Regions from separate parts of the Mus musculus genome. Here region 2 is linked to region 1. The links are chromatin contacts, called in public Hi-C maps. All regions are on one chromosome and are shown on one strand. The core of a region is the stretch at or near the end of the contact, and the rest is flanking DNA. Distances in the headings are between cores, read along the strand shown. Region 1 overlaps Arhgap24 (Rho GTPase activating protein 24). Region 2 overlaps Arhgap24 (Rho GTPase activating protein 24).

Region 1 (7,251 bases), core at 3,329-5,828:
AAATTCACTGAGCACTAGACATGGTCTAAATAGCTCCAAGTCATATCCTTCTCCCTGTCTTTTCCTGAGATTTAGGTTATGGATCATTGCTTCTGTAACTCTAAATGAATTTTATTAATATATACACACACTTGTTACATGAACATTGAGGGGAACTGGGAAAGATGGCTCACTGGGTAAAATACTTGTCATACATACATGACCACCTGAATTTGGAATCCTAATATCTATGCAAAAATCTGGGAGTGTCAACATGCTGCAATCCCAATATCATGTGTTAGAGACAAGAACAACTCTGGGCCTTCGTGATCAGCTACTCTAGACTATTGGTGAGCTTCAGGTTCATGGAGGGATCTATCATCAAGACAGGAGGCCAGAGAGTGGTAGAGAGACACTGAACACAGACCATTGGCTTCCATATGCTCTTCCAAAGGCATGTATACCTACCTATACATGTAAAGGCCACACTCATGCCTACACATACATGGGTAAGGCATTGGGAGAGTTGAGATCAAAGACAGGAGGAGATGAACATGAACACACACTTCATATGTGACTGTCAAGTTTATTTCAAGGTTAGAGTGATCTTCCATCACTTACAGAAGTTCCCTTCTCACAGGATTTTGAGAAATCACGAGCTGGCTACAGAACACATTCCTTTGGCTACTCAAGGGATGCCAAAGGTGTTAAGAAAGAACACAGACAAATCACAACAGGCTCTTCTCAAAATCCATCAGGGTAGCTGACTGAAACCACAAGTCAGCCAGCGTCTTACTCGGCAGAAGTTGTATCATGGAACATGCATTGGAGTAAGAACCATCATTAAAGGCAACCTGCGGCTCTAAAACAAAATACCAACTGACCAGTACAAAAGTGTTTCCTTAGCAAAACCAACCTGAAAGTTCTTAAACTGGAGCAATTCCACGGTCACGAGTGCACAAAATCATGATAGCTGAGATGGGAAGGGATGAGAGGCTTGCTCTAGGAGAGAGAGGAGGCATTCCTGAGGTTGATCCCACACCCCAAGGGTGCCAATCATGATGGATATTGATGGATAAAAGTGCGGGATGCTTAAATGCTAAGCGGTGCCTCAGAAGCTTTCCGTGAGAGATGCATAAAGGGAGAGTAGACTTTAAGTAAGCTAGGGATAGGAACGAAAGCCACAACTGACTCTTGGCCACTGCCTCCTGTTATTGCTTGCTCCCACTTAAAGGCAAAATTCCAAGTGTCTCTTTGATGTGGATTAGCTCTAAACAATAGACAAGCAGACAGTAGCCAACTGTTTAAAGTTGTCTTGCATCCTTCCTCAAGTTTAGAACCTCAGAGACTGAGGTCAAGGCCAACACCCGGGAGCACAGCCCAACACCCGGGAGCACAGCCCAACACCAGGGAGTACAACCCAACACCCGGGAGCACAGCCCAACACCAGGGAGCACAGCCCAACACCCGGGAGCACAACCCAACACCAGGGAGCACAACTAGTGCCATTTTTGTTTAAGCAAGATGGAGTCATGACACTACCGTGTACACCTAATAAGTGAAATGTTGTAGCTAAAGAAAAATGACAACTTTATGCTTTGAATCGGAACGTCAAAAGGACAAAAGGGGAGACATGTTGGAAATGCTCAAGTTCCTAAAATTGAGAAAATGCTGAGATAAAGAAATGCTATAGGATTTAATATTGTCATTTTTTAAACTCGGCTACAAGATGATAAAATGGAATAAGTAAAATGTCTTAGTGATAATTAGAGTTAAAATGATTCACTGAACTAACTATATGGAATGTACAGTTCTAAAGTTCATAAATTCCTGAAGGAAAGCATTATGACTGAGACAAGGTATTATTTAATATTTCTTCTGCATGCCATATTATGTCCAGTGCCACTGTATACTACCACTGAGAGGAGACATCATGACCAAGGAAACTTATAAAGAAGGCATTTAATTGGGTTTTGATTATAGTTTCAGAGGGTACATCCATGACCATCATGGCAGGAATCATGATAACAGGTAGGCATGATGTTAAGAAAGTGGCTAAGAGATTACATCCTGATTCATATCCAGGAGGCAGAGAAAGAGTTAGAAAATGTCTGTCATGGGCTTTTAAATCTCAAACCCCACCCCCACTTGATACACCTCCTGCATTAAGGCCATACCTCCTAATCCTTCCCAAACAGTACCACTAATTGGAGATGAAGAACTCAAACATTATGAGCCTATGGGGGGCACTCTTATGGGGGGGCATTCTTATTCATACCATGACAAGCACTATATAATACAAAATTAAAGGGGCCTGCCTCTTTGTGAGATAGCTTTTAATCCTTTAAAGTTAAATGAGATAGCTAATTAGTACAGGCAAAACACATTTGCATAATTATACTCATGTGCCCTGTCAAATGGTTTAGAAGAAATCAGAGAAACAGAAATTAGGAGCTTCATAAAGGGGCGGTCCCTGCTGAATGTGGACAGAAAAACAATTACAGATCTATGATGAAAACCAAAGAAATATTTACATCAGAAAAGAAAAATCTGTGGATTCACAGGTGTTCACAACTACACCCATTCTGAATGTTAGCTTTGAAAATAGCTTGAAGACTTAATGAAAATTATATTTTAATTTCCTGCACCTTGCTTGAGGAGGAAGGTGGGGCAAAAAGGGAAAATACCAAACAATGTTTAGTTTCACTCTGCTAGAAGAACTTCTCGACAGGAACCTATGCTTTACACGGGACAAAAGAAAGCGAGAGGTCAGACTAAGGAGCAATCGTCATTAAAGCTGTAACATCTTGCAGGTGCCTAGGGCTATAAACAATTGCCCAATTGAAGCACATGACATCACAGTTCCACAAGGAAAGGAAACACCAAAATAAATACTTGAGGAGAAAATTGGAATTACATGCTAATTTGTCAGAAATTATTTGTACGAGGCAACTTTTTCAATACTCCAACAGAATCTGTGAGTGCCCCAAGGCAAATCCCTTCCCTGTGTAGAATTTATAATTAAGTCTACAATCAAAGATAGATACGAGGAGGAAGAAAGTTAGGAAATCAAATGAATGCCAGACAGTGGGAAAAGTAGAGGGAACCACGGCCACCCTGCAGATGGACTGGAGATAAGACAGATACCTAAATTGGCCCACAAGTTGCCTGGTAATGTTTAGAGTTTACACACAAACATCTGAAAAGCCAGTCTTCTATCCCCCAGGCTTGAAAACAGTAGGCACAACAACAATGTGTTCTTATGGTTTTCCCTTTGCATATGAAAATTCAAAGTACTATTTGTTGTAACAAAATCATAAGGATTATTTTCCAAAGAACCTAATATATTCTAGTTAAGATGATACTGTTCCTATGGTAGTTAGCAACTTAGGGCATCTGTTATGTAATTGGGCAAAACAGGATCTAATTTTAACTCTCAATTGTCCAAAACATTTATAAACCCGTGCATGGTGCCCTCCTGCTGTGAAGAAACTGACACAGAAGGTAGCTGCTACTGCAAAACTAAATGGAGCTTGAAGCAACCACTGTTTTATGGGACACCGCTATTAGGCAGTAATTTGCTATTAATTAATTCAGTCCTGGCTGCTAACCTGTCTACCTATTAGCAGAACATTGGATTCTCAATCCTGTGTGTGTGTGTGTGTGTGTGTGTGTGTGTGTGTGTGTGTGTGTGTGTGTCCAGAGTAAAAGGCTTACAATAGACTCAGGCCATGAGGATATTTTCAATTTATAGTTCCTCTAAAAATGTGTGCATCCTACCTTAGATTTGCTTCTAAAGCAGAATCTAGCAAAATACAGCTCTGTGACCTCAGCTCAAAGTAAATGTCCCCACCTCAATATTCCTGTTTATTTATCATGTTTCAAGTTCTCTAGTCATATGACATCTATGTTAGAAGAACATTTTCTTTAAAGGAGGTCACATTCATAAATGGTAGAAACTGCTATGTCTGTGATTGTGATTTATATTTCTTCCAATTGTATTTGTGTGTGGTATATAAGAGGTCAGAGGACAGATGTCCAAAAACAACAGATACATAAACCATGAGTTGACAAAGCTAAGGAAAGAGTTGGAGGGGGCACAGCAATAACTATGGAATCAGAGTAGACAAACTTGTATTATAGATGACTGCAAAAGAGAAGGAAAAATAAAAATATTTACATTTCAGTGGGATAAAATGATGTATGTAGAAATCAAGGAAATACAAATTATTAAAATAAGACTTAAAAGCTAAGCATAGTGTTACACACTTGTAAACTCAATGTGTAGAAGGCCAAGGCAGGAAGGACAGCCATGAGTTCAAAGTCAGCCTAGGCTACATGAGACCTTGCCTCCAAGAATATAAAAATAAAACCAGTTAAAAAACAAATTTTGAAGCAAAGGAGAAATATATTTATAAATAAAAAGGATCCAGGTTCAGGAATGTCTCACTCTATGACACTTTCCACTTATAGCACAGGTGTCCTTGGCTTACCAGGCCCACTGAGGGGGGAAATAGCTTACTAGTCTAGCATACAGCATATCATAGCTCTGCAACCCAGTGCAGTGCTGAAAACAGGGCCATTTCTTTTTGTGCCTAAGGCTGCTCAGAGCTGAGCTCACTGCTGCTGCCCAGCATTGCAAGAGAGCATTGCATCCTGCATGACCAGCCTAGAATAGTTTAAACTTATGTGAAGTTTCACAAGTATTGTTTTTACACAGTCAGAAAACTGAAGGTTCCACTTACTACACATCAAGCAGTGTCTTACAGTTGGTTGACGAGGTAAATCCTCTCCTGGCAGTCAGAGCAAGCCCTTTCTAAAAAACCCAAGTCAGTCTGGCCACAGGCTTCCTCGTCATAAGAGCCAACATTGGAAAAGGCAGAAGCGGGTTTCGAGTTCAAAGGCATGAAATGTGATAGAAAGCTTCTAAACCTTCAAACTGCTGTAGGATAGATGGCTACATTGCAATGAACAAAACCAAAGGGCATTGCTATGAGCTCATCTTGAAGAGGCAACTGAGAAATGATTTCTGCCTGATAAGAGAGAGGGAGGAGAGTATAACTAATGAAACAGAAGCAAATGTGAATCTACTTGTCTATGCAGAGCCCTGCCGAGCATGTTTACAGCCAGACACTAAAAGAGTTCACTACAGGAACAGGGCAAGAAGTTTTCAGGGTGAGGTTCTAAGCAGTTGGAAGCCAGAGATGCTGCTGGACATTCTACAAGGCACAGCACATTCTGTCCCCACAGAAGGGACTAGAGCCCAGAATATCACTATTCAGACAGTCTGGTATTACTGAAGTCAATGGTATCTAGGCTACAATTGGAGAAGAATGGATAGGGGTGAGAAATGTTGATCTCTAAGAATCAAATAGCAAATAGTTTGAGTTTATGGGCCACATACAGTCTGTGTTTGACATTCTTCTGTGTTTAAGTTCACAACTCTCTAAAAATACATAAACCATTATTAGATCCTGAGCTTTAGCAATGCAGGCACCACATTGAATTACAGGAATGTACATTTGCTTCAGGATATGAACACAAGGATGTAGGCTCTTCACAACCCAATGAATTCTTTTACCGTCATAAAACTAACCATCTCAATTAATGACTGTTTTTGTGGGTCAGAGCAAAAGCACCAAGAACACGCCCACTATCATGACTATTGATTCACACCTTCCCAAGTCACAGTGGTAGGCCAAATGATTATGCAACAGAATTAAATTATTCTTCAAAAAGTTGTTAAACACAGTATAGGAGACACTAGATAGAACATTAGACTGCCTGTGGATGCAGGTGTAAATTTAAAATGTCAAGTAGCTGAGTTCTACAAGTAGGCTCTAGAGAGTAGTGAGAAGTGCTAATCTGGAGTCTGTCTAACAGGGACCATCCAGTTAGTCTCACCTCTCCCTTAAAGGTGCCAGCAACATTCAAAGCAGAAGTGAATGGAGTTCTCTCAAGCCTTAGATGAGGAACTGCAGAATTGCATTTATGGGCAAATTTAGCCTGTCGTCTGGTGTTATAAATTACGTTTCACTGTGCACTGTCAACGCTATCCTGCAACATCTATGACTGCTTTTGAGTTACTACGAGGTAATAGTGAAGACAAATCTTAAAATTGAGCTACTGGAGGTCTACATGACGAATAAATCACTTCTAGAGTAGGCCCACTACTCTATCATTCCAAGCTGGGCTACAAACAAAACTGAATTTACAAACCGTTGAAATTTGGTGTTGATTTCTGTAGTTTGTCATCATGAATTAAGAAATAAAATTATAAGAAAATATGATTAACTGCTGCATCCAAGAGAACTAATAAAGTATTTTTAAAAATGAGAATAGAGTATTTACACACATGTGGGTTAGTGTACCATATAGCACATCCTCACCTAAGAATCACTATATTTCTATGGACAACCTGAGCTTCTAAATGCCTTGCCCTTGCCTTTCTAGTTCTGAGATCACACGTATGTGCCACCATGAACAGGTTTTAAGTGAGGCCTTCTCAAATCACTAAACGATCTTCATTAAACATAATCGAGAAGTGATCTCCCCAGTAGCTGGTACTTGGGGGCTGAGACTACAGGCAGACCCCTGCAGAGCCTCATGAGACCTCTGTACACACAGGCTCTATTAAAGTCCAAGCAGAACTCCTGCAGCAAGCTGGGCACAGATAAAGACGGAATCTCTTGATTTGATGCAGGGTGAGTGACTTTCCCAGCCACAACAAGTGTCAAAGACTACCTGTGATATTAACAGAGCGTGTGCCCAGGAAAAGTCACAGCACATTAAAGCAAAGAAAACATGGCACCATCAAGGGGATAAAACAGAACAACAGAAACCAGCCCTAAATAAACAAAGGGCTACCAATTATGTGACAAATAATTCAGAATATTAGTCTCAAAGATACCCAATGAACTCTGAGATACATAAATAATACCAGGAGAATAAATACATGACTAAAATGAAAACCTCAGTATGGAGCAGATGACACATTAAATAACCAAACAAACTTTATAGTAGAAGAACACAATGGTTGTACTGAGAAATATAGACCCAAGAACCATTTAGTTAAGCCATTGAAAACAATGCAAGAGCAGAAATGTAGCAGAAGGAACAGCAGAGTGGGTGGAAAGAAGAAAAGGAGGAGAAGAGGAAGGAGGAGGGGAGGGAGTAAGAAGAGGGGAAGAGGAAGAAGATAAGGAAGAAGAGGAAAAGGAGGAGGAGGAGGAGGCAGTGGTGGTGGTGGTTATGGTTGTCTCAGAAGAAGAC
Region 2 (7,251 bases), core at 1,546-4,045, 100 kb before region 1:
AGGAGTGGATAGTTTCACAATCTGATGAAAGTCTCTCAAAAGTTCAGCAGATCCAAACACTCTTTACTGTGATGGTTTGAATGAGAGATGTCCTCCACAGGCTCGTGTGTTTGAATACTTGCTCCCAGTTAGCGGTGCTGATTTGGAAGGTTCTGGTATTTTATGAGGTGGGTCTTTGTTGGGGGAAGTATGTCAAAGACTTACTTTAAATGTTTTGGGCCTAGTCCCTCATCTCCTTCCCTCCCTTCCTCCCTCTCCTTTCCTCCTTCCCTCCGCCCATCCATCCATATGCCCCCCTCTTTCTATTCCTGCCCTTGCTCCTTCCTGTATGTGGATGAATTGCAATCACCCAGTTCCCTGTGCCTGTCACTATGCTTTTCTTGCCTGTTGCTATGTCTCCCAAACCATGATGGACTCCATACATGTGGAGCTATAAACTAAAACAAAGTCCTTCTCCCCCAAGGTGCTTTTTGTCACCATATTTGATAACATTGACAGAAAAGTACCTAGAACATTTAGTATCTCTATTCCATGACTGCCACCACCATTAGTAGTAATTTTCCTTTAAAGCATTTTTACCATTTTATTACACATACACATGAGATGTGCTTATAGAATGGATATGTTCATGTGGGGGGTATATGGGCATTCTATGGCACACGTGTAGAAGTTAGAGGGTAGCCTCTGTTATAAATCCTTACCTTCCTTTCTATGGTCTTGTTTACTGTGGCATACATGAAGCCTGTGAGCTTCCCGGGATAGGATTCTCCTGTCCCTGCCTTCCATCTCACTGAAGAGGCAGTGGGATTACAGACATGTGCGATGACATCCAGTTTCCTTGGGTTCTGGGAATCTGAGCTCCTGTCTTCACATTTGTGCAGCAAGCAGTTTATCCACCCACAGATCCATCTCCTGAGCCCTTAGTTACAGCTCACAGATGTGCAGTGGACAGATGGCTTCCAGCCTGCAAACCCTTGATTTTCCCTTAGAAGTAAGTAAATGCGGCTCACAGAAGGACATAAATTTATGGCACATATGACACTGGGCATACACAAACTTTGTTGAGTTCCAAGCAATGACTAACATTTTTAATGCCAACTTGAACTGAAGTTGTCCACAGAACAAGAATTAAAGAAACCTCCTCAAAATCCACATTTAGAACATAATCTGAAGCCGCACATTAAATCTTTTTTTCTTACTATTTGATTCTTAACTGATGCTACATCTGTTTGGCTATAGGAATGGCATTTCATTTATGTGTCATTCCTCATTCAAGAAGCGTTGGCTACTACTAAGAGATCTTCAGTATCTGTCTGTGGTCAGAGGGCTATGATGTCTGCAGTGCTGTCGGTTACCATACCACACCCTGTTGACTAAGACAGTCAGGTGACTACATAGAGGAAAGAAACCAAGACATCTCCTACCACCAGGGAGCTGTTGGCGAGTGGCTGTCTTCTCCTGAGACTTGGTGGTAACTTCACTGAGCACTTCAGAAGGACTTCCTCCTTCTGTAACTGCCTCTCTAATACAGTCTACTACTCTGTGTGCATTGTGTGTGGTGAATGTAAGTGTATATAAGTGTCCTTGATGGTGGACACACATAGAGGTACATAGAGGGAGGTCAGAGATCAACAGTATGTCTTCCTCAGCTTAACTTTTGAGACAGAGTGTATCACTGAACCTGGAGATCACTGATTGCCTAGACTGGGTAGGCAATGAGCTCCTGAGTCCCATAACCCTCTTACCTCTACCTACCCCCATCTACCCACACAGCCCTCCTTCCACACTGGAGTTCATGTCCTGTGCCTCCACACCTGGCTTTTTAAGCATAGGTAGTGGGATCCAAACTCAGGTCCACACGGTTGTGTGACAATCACATTAGGGACTGAGCCATCTCCCCCTACTCTCCTCAGTACCACTTATATCCAGTATCCTAATGTAGGTAGGAGTTGACATCTCTGTTTCTCCATAGCCCACGTGTTCACACAAACAACATACATCTGAGGCCTTGCTCCTCAGATTACGGCCAAATACCAGCAAACACTAACACAGTGTTTACACAGCTGCTCTTTCCTCTTCATGATTAAGCAAGTTTGAGTACCAACAAGTTCCACACCATTGTGCAGTTCTGACCTTGACCCCATTTAGGTTTTGCTGTGTGCACTGGGAGGCTTTGGCCTTTTTCTCTCACACTTGTGAGGTCAAACAAGTTTCTTTCTCCAGAAACTTTTCTTTTCAAGCCAGTCATTTTTGAAGTTTTCCTACCTTAAATTATATGATCCTTCATTTCTTATTGCTTGTCACAGACACCCACAATTTATAAAAACACCCATCTTCCATCTAAGAAGCCCTAATATTTGGCTACTCTTCTAGGCTGGATGGCATATCCTTCTACTCTCTAGATTTTATTATGGGGCCAGCAATCTTACTATATTTTCTCTATAACAGGAAAACATCAGAGCCACACTGCTGCTATCTATGTTAGAGCATCCAGGCAGACCTCACATATCCCATAGCTTCTCTGTCACTGTCACTCCAGCAAAGCATGTCTTCATTCCTAGTGGACCACAAGATAAAATTCTTTTAAGAACTCTCAACATCATATGTTCCTAGAAGCATCGAGGATTTGTGTAACTGCTGTCTTAGTGCAGAGATATAGAGATGGCCCGGGGTACCTAACAGCTAAAACACTCATCAGTTTGAGTCTTTTCATGCAAGCATGCCTTTAAATCCAGCCATTTAGAGGCTAAGGCAAGTAACTGCTTCTGAGACCTGTAGAGGGCAGTGTTGACGTGCATTCTGTACTGTGTTCCACATTCTCACAACCCAGGCATCCAAAGAAATGGAGCATCTCGGTGAGTCCAGTTATCTTAGTAAGGATACCTAGTTTATTGTTCCTACCTTTGAGTACCTCACAACATATTACAACACCATTCCTTTAACAAACATCCTCTCTACTCCTTCAAGCACTGTTTCTATAGACTGTTGTATTCTGATGATTTTTTAAAAACCACTAAAAATGATTCTGTTTTAAACTAAACTCCAGCTTTGAGTATGGCTCAATCCTGGGCTACTGTAAGGTCATGACATAGCGGGTTCTGTTTTTCTTTTTTGTTTGATGTGTCCTCAATGCTTTGCTTTTCTCAGTCCCGGTACAAAAAGTAGTTGCTGAGACTGCCTCTCAGACATTTTATTTTTCTCTTAGGAGATGTGCATTAGATCCATTGTCCTTGGAAAAAATTTAATAGTGTCATGATTTGAGATCAAAGTGAAACTCAAACTCGTGGTGAGACCTAGCAAAGTTAAAATGCTTACATCAGAGGTGGATTTGCTTGTTGCTTCAGGCATGTCATTGAAAGCAGAAGGACAGTTTCTAATGCTGAGCAGGGTGGATTTAAGTGAGGGGAAGCCGCAGCTGTGACATGGCCATTTGTACCCACTGGCAAAGATGCGCAACCTTGATCTGATCAGATGGAAACAAGGTTTGTGAAGACTATCATTTCTGTATTTTCAAAGAAACAGACCAACAACCTGAGTGCTGTCCCAAACCAGGTCACTTCCTAACAGAGAATAGCTTACCTACTCTACAGTTCAGATAGAAGTTAGGGCACAAGATGGATAGTTTTTAAAAATAAAGTTTTATAAGGGATGAAGAAAAACAGTCAAAACAAATATCACAAGAAAAAATGCAGCTCTTGAAATTGAATGGTTCAGGAATTGATTAATGGATCTACAGGATGGTTTGAGAACTGATTAGTGGGTCTACAGGATGGCTGGATGTCTCAGGAATTTATTAGTAGATCTACAGGATGGCTGGATGGCTCAGAACTGATCAGTAGGTCTATAGGATGGATGACACATGAACTGATTAGTGAGTCTATAGGATGTGTGGATGGCTTGGGAACTGATTCGTGGGTCTAGAGGATGGATGGCTCAGGAACTGATTAGTGGGTCTACAGGATGGATGGCTCAGGAACTGATTAGTGGGCCTAGAGGATGGCTGGATGGCTCAGGAACTGATTAGTGGGTCTAGAGGATGGATGGCTCAGGAACTGATTAGTGGGTCTAGAGGATGGATGGCTCAGGAACTGATTAGTGGGCCTAAAGGATGGCTGGATGGCTCAGGAACTGATTAGTGGGTCTACAGGATGTCTGGATGGCTCAGGAACTGATTAGTGGGTCTACAGGATGGATGGCTGAATCTGAAGCATAGAAGATAGGGAGTGTGGGGCTGCATTACACAGATTAGGATCTGAATCACGAAGGGAAAATTCTTTGACAAAGTGGGTGTTCTAGGTGAGCCTGTCTATTCCTGCAAACTGGGCACCTGGTTGCTAATCCCCTCATTTGACCACTTGAGCAATATACACAGTGCAAACCCAACAGCACTTATATCACTGCTCCAGCTGCACCCTTTCAACCACCCTGGAAAATCTCCAAGACAATAGGAAGACAAAACAAGCCCACAAAACTGCCCTAGGTTTTGCTTGCAAGCCAATGTGTCCTTTGCATGTAATTGTGTCCATTTGTTGGTTTGTTGATTTTCTAAGATTCTCAGTCTCCAAGGGAAGGATCTGCATTTGGGAAAGTCAGTATCAGAGCATCAAGCCTTGAAGCTGGCTGGGCATTGGGATAAGCTGTGGAATTGATGGGAAATATCCTTCTAAACTACTCCTTCAGGATGCTGCTTCAGAGAACAGCCCAGCATGTTTTATACTTACACTGGTGTTCTGTGGCCAGCTAGATCGTTATTCAGATATTCATGGCAACAGCGGCTATGTTTTATTCACTTCTCATGGTTTCCATATCAGGTAGCATGCTAACAGGTACCAAATAAACACTTACATTTTTAAGCCTCTCTCCTTTTTCTCCCTTTACTGGACACTGAGATACTTTAGTTGATCGTGACAGCTATTTTAACCAAAATGGTACCTTATTTTAAACTCACACCCACATTTAAGTATGGTGTGGAATTAACGGTGGAAAATACTCCCTGTCTGCTGCTTTATGGTTACCTTTAAATATGATATTCTGTATCAGGTGGCAAATTCTTCTGGTGGTTATTATACTTATTAAGAAAAATATCTTCCTGAGTGAGGTAGCCCAGACACAAAAGAACACACATGATATGTACTCACTGATAAGTGGATATTAGCCCCACAGCTCAGAATACCCATGATACAATTCACAGACCATATGAAGCTTAAGAAGAAGGAAGACCACAGTGTGGATGCTTCAGTCCTACTTAGAAAGGGTAGCAAAATAATCATGGGACATAGAGGGAGGGAGGGACCTAGGAGGGAAAGAGAAGGAAGGGGGGGGGAAGGAACAAGATGAGGTATGGGAAGAGATGAAAGAGAAGTACAGAGGGTCAGGAAATTGAACAAAAATATGTAGCAGTGGGGCATGAGGAACTGGGGTAGCCACTAGAAAGTCCCAGATACCAGGAAAGCAAGAGGTTCTCAGGACCCAACAGGGGTGACATAAGCCAAAGTACCCAACAAAGGGAAGAAAGAACCTGTAGAAACCATGTCCAGTAAATAGGTAAATCCCAGTTGAGGGATGGGACTACTCAAAAATATCAACCCAGAAATTTTCCTGTCTAAAGGAGAAGCAGGGACAAAAAATGGATCAGAGACTGAAGGAAAGGCCATCCAGAGACTGCCCCACCTGGGGATTCATCCCATCTGCAGACACCAAACCCAGATACTATTAATGATGGCAAGAAGCACTTGCTGACAGGAGCCAGCATAAGGAGGTGCTAGAGCAGTGAGGCAGGAGTGGGTGAGTGGGTGGAGCACCCTCATAGAAGTAAAGGGGAGGGGGATGGGAGAAGGGGGTTGTGGCAGGGAAAGTGGGAAGGTGGACAACATTTGAAATGTAAATAAACAAAATAATGAATAAAAAGAAACATCTAAATTAAAGCTTATAGAGGTGTGCATCCACAAAGGTACTCTGAAAGGTGAGGTCATCATTAAATGGGAGAAGAGTTTTAAGTGATAGTGGGAACCCTGGAACCGCTGTAACTAGGATTCATCACGTGCAGACCTCTTGTCTTACACGTTGTTCTGATGTTCCATTCGTCAAGTATGTCAATGACACAAACAATCATGGGGTTTGCTCCTAACAACCGGGGCAAAGAGTTGTGAAAACAGCCACTCAATTAGCTATTCAGCTTCAAATAACTCATTCTTTCACAATATTAGAGTGTCACTCAACAACTAATAAGCTAACTATGTATTCTTATTGTATTTGGGTTCTAGGAGTATTATTTTTATTATTTATGTGACTTATCTTTTGTCAATTCCATTCACAGACAAGGTAAAGATATGACTGAGATTAAAATTGGAATTCTAAAAATTTCATATAGTCAGCGGGCATGAGAGTTGAAGCCAAACAAATAGCTTTTCTAAGTCACATAAGCTAGTGACTTGGCTCTCTGGGATTGAAGTATAATGCCAAATATGATTAGATTTCTTACTAGCAGAGATGTGTTCTGGTACGATGTAGTATTTTCAGCCTGGGTGGCTTTATATTGCAATTTACATTGTTGTCTGCCCTTTGTTTCAAATTGTTCCTTGATTAACCTAGATTTTAAAACCATTTATGATTGCTCAGGGACCTCTCATTTTAATTGATGTGCAGAATTCCCCAACATGCACTGGATCTCTACATAAGCAGCAGTTACTCATGACTATGGTCTCAGGCAATATCTAAATCATGGGGTTTACAACATTTTATTAATTTAGGTGTCCCATGAAGAATTTCAGAGATTTTTTTTTGCCATAACTATCTATATTTTAACAAGCTTAAGAAACGTGCTTAAAAGCCACAAAGGTGGCTATTTGTTCATAAGTGATGAAGACACAACAAAATTAAAACACTATTTCTGCCCTCCAAGCACTGTATGAGATGGTTTACAGTATACCACCCTAGAGGCACTGATCTCTTCTGAGTTCAGAGCAAAGCAGGCTTGTACCTGGTTAGTACCAGGATCAAGAAATAGATATCCAGCAAGCGGCATGGAAAGGGCTTGAAAGAACTCATTATAATGATGACATGACCAGACAACATTGCACACTCTAGGATCACACAGAGCAGGGCTAAGCCTGGTCCCAGAAATGCAGCTCGCTCATTCTTATTCCACCTCAGTGTCCACTGCTACAAGCTGAAATTAATTAAAGAATCTACCCAAATGTCATTATGAAAACTTACCTAATGCCTTGTTGCCTCTTGCAGAATTTAAGAAAT

Evidence for each region. A called contact is a pair of places that touch in the nucleus more often than the background predicts.
Region 2: a Hi-C map of muscle stem cells shows a contact between it and region 1, with 3 times the contacts expected there. The contact joins two enhancer-like sites. A contact is called at or near these places in 14 of 484 Hi-C or Micro-C datasets (ECoMG-derived neutrophils, Sertoli cells, bone marrow-derived macrophages and 7 more).

Annotation. Positions count from the first base shown.
Region 1 is chr5:102,589,573-102,596,823 of GRCm38.p6, reverse strand. All of the region lies in intron 2 of Arhgap24 (Rho GTPase activating protein 24), which reads right to left. Among named protein-coding and RNA genes, the nearest start is that of Gm30396, 38 kb to the left of the region's middle. Within about 2 kb of position 4,578, at least 7 of the 459 cell types and tissues checked have an H3K27ac peak or open chromatin away from gene starts, as enhancers often do. A contact at or near this core is called in muscle stem cells, where this site is marked.
Region 2 is chr5:102,688,220-102,695,470 of GRCm38.p6, reverse strand. The region is part of intron 3 of Arhgap24 (Rho GTPase activating protein 24); the gene reads right to left. Among named protein-coding and RNA genes, the nearest start is that of Gm30396, 60 kb to the right of the region's middle. Within about 2 kb of position 2,795, at least 14 of the 459 cell types and tissues checked have an H3K27ac peak or open chromatin away from gene starts, as enhancers often do. A contact at or near this core is called in muscle stem cells, where this site is marked.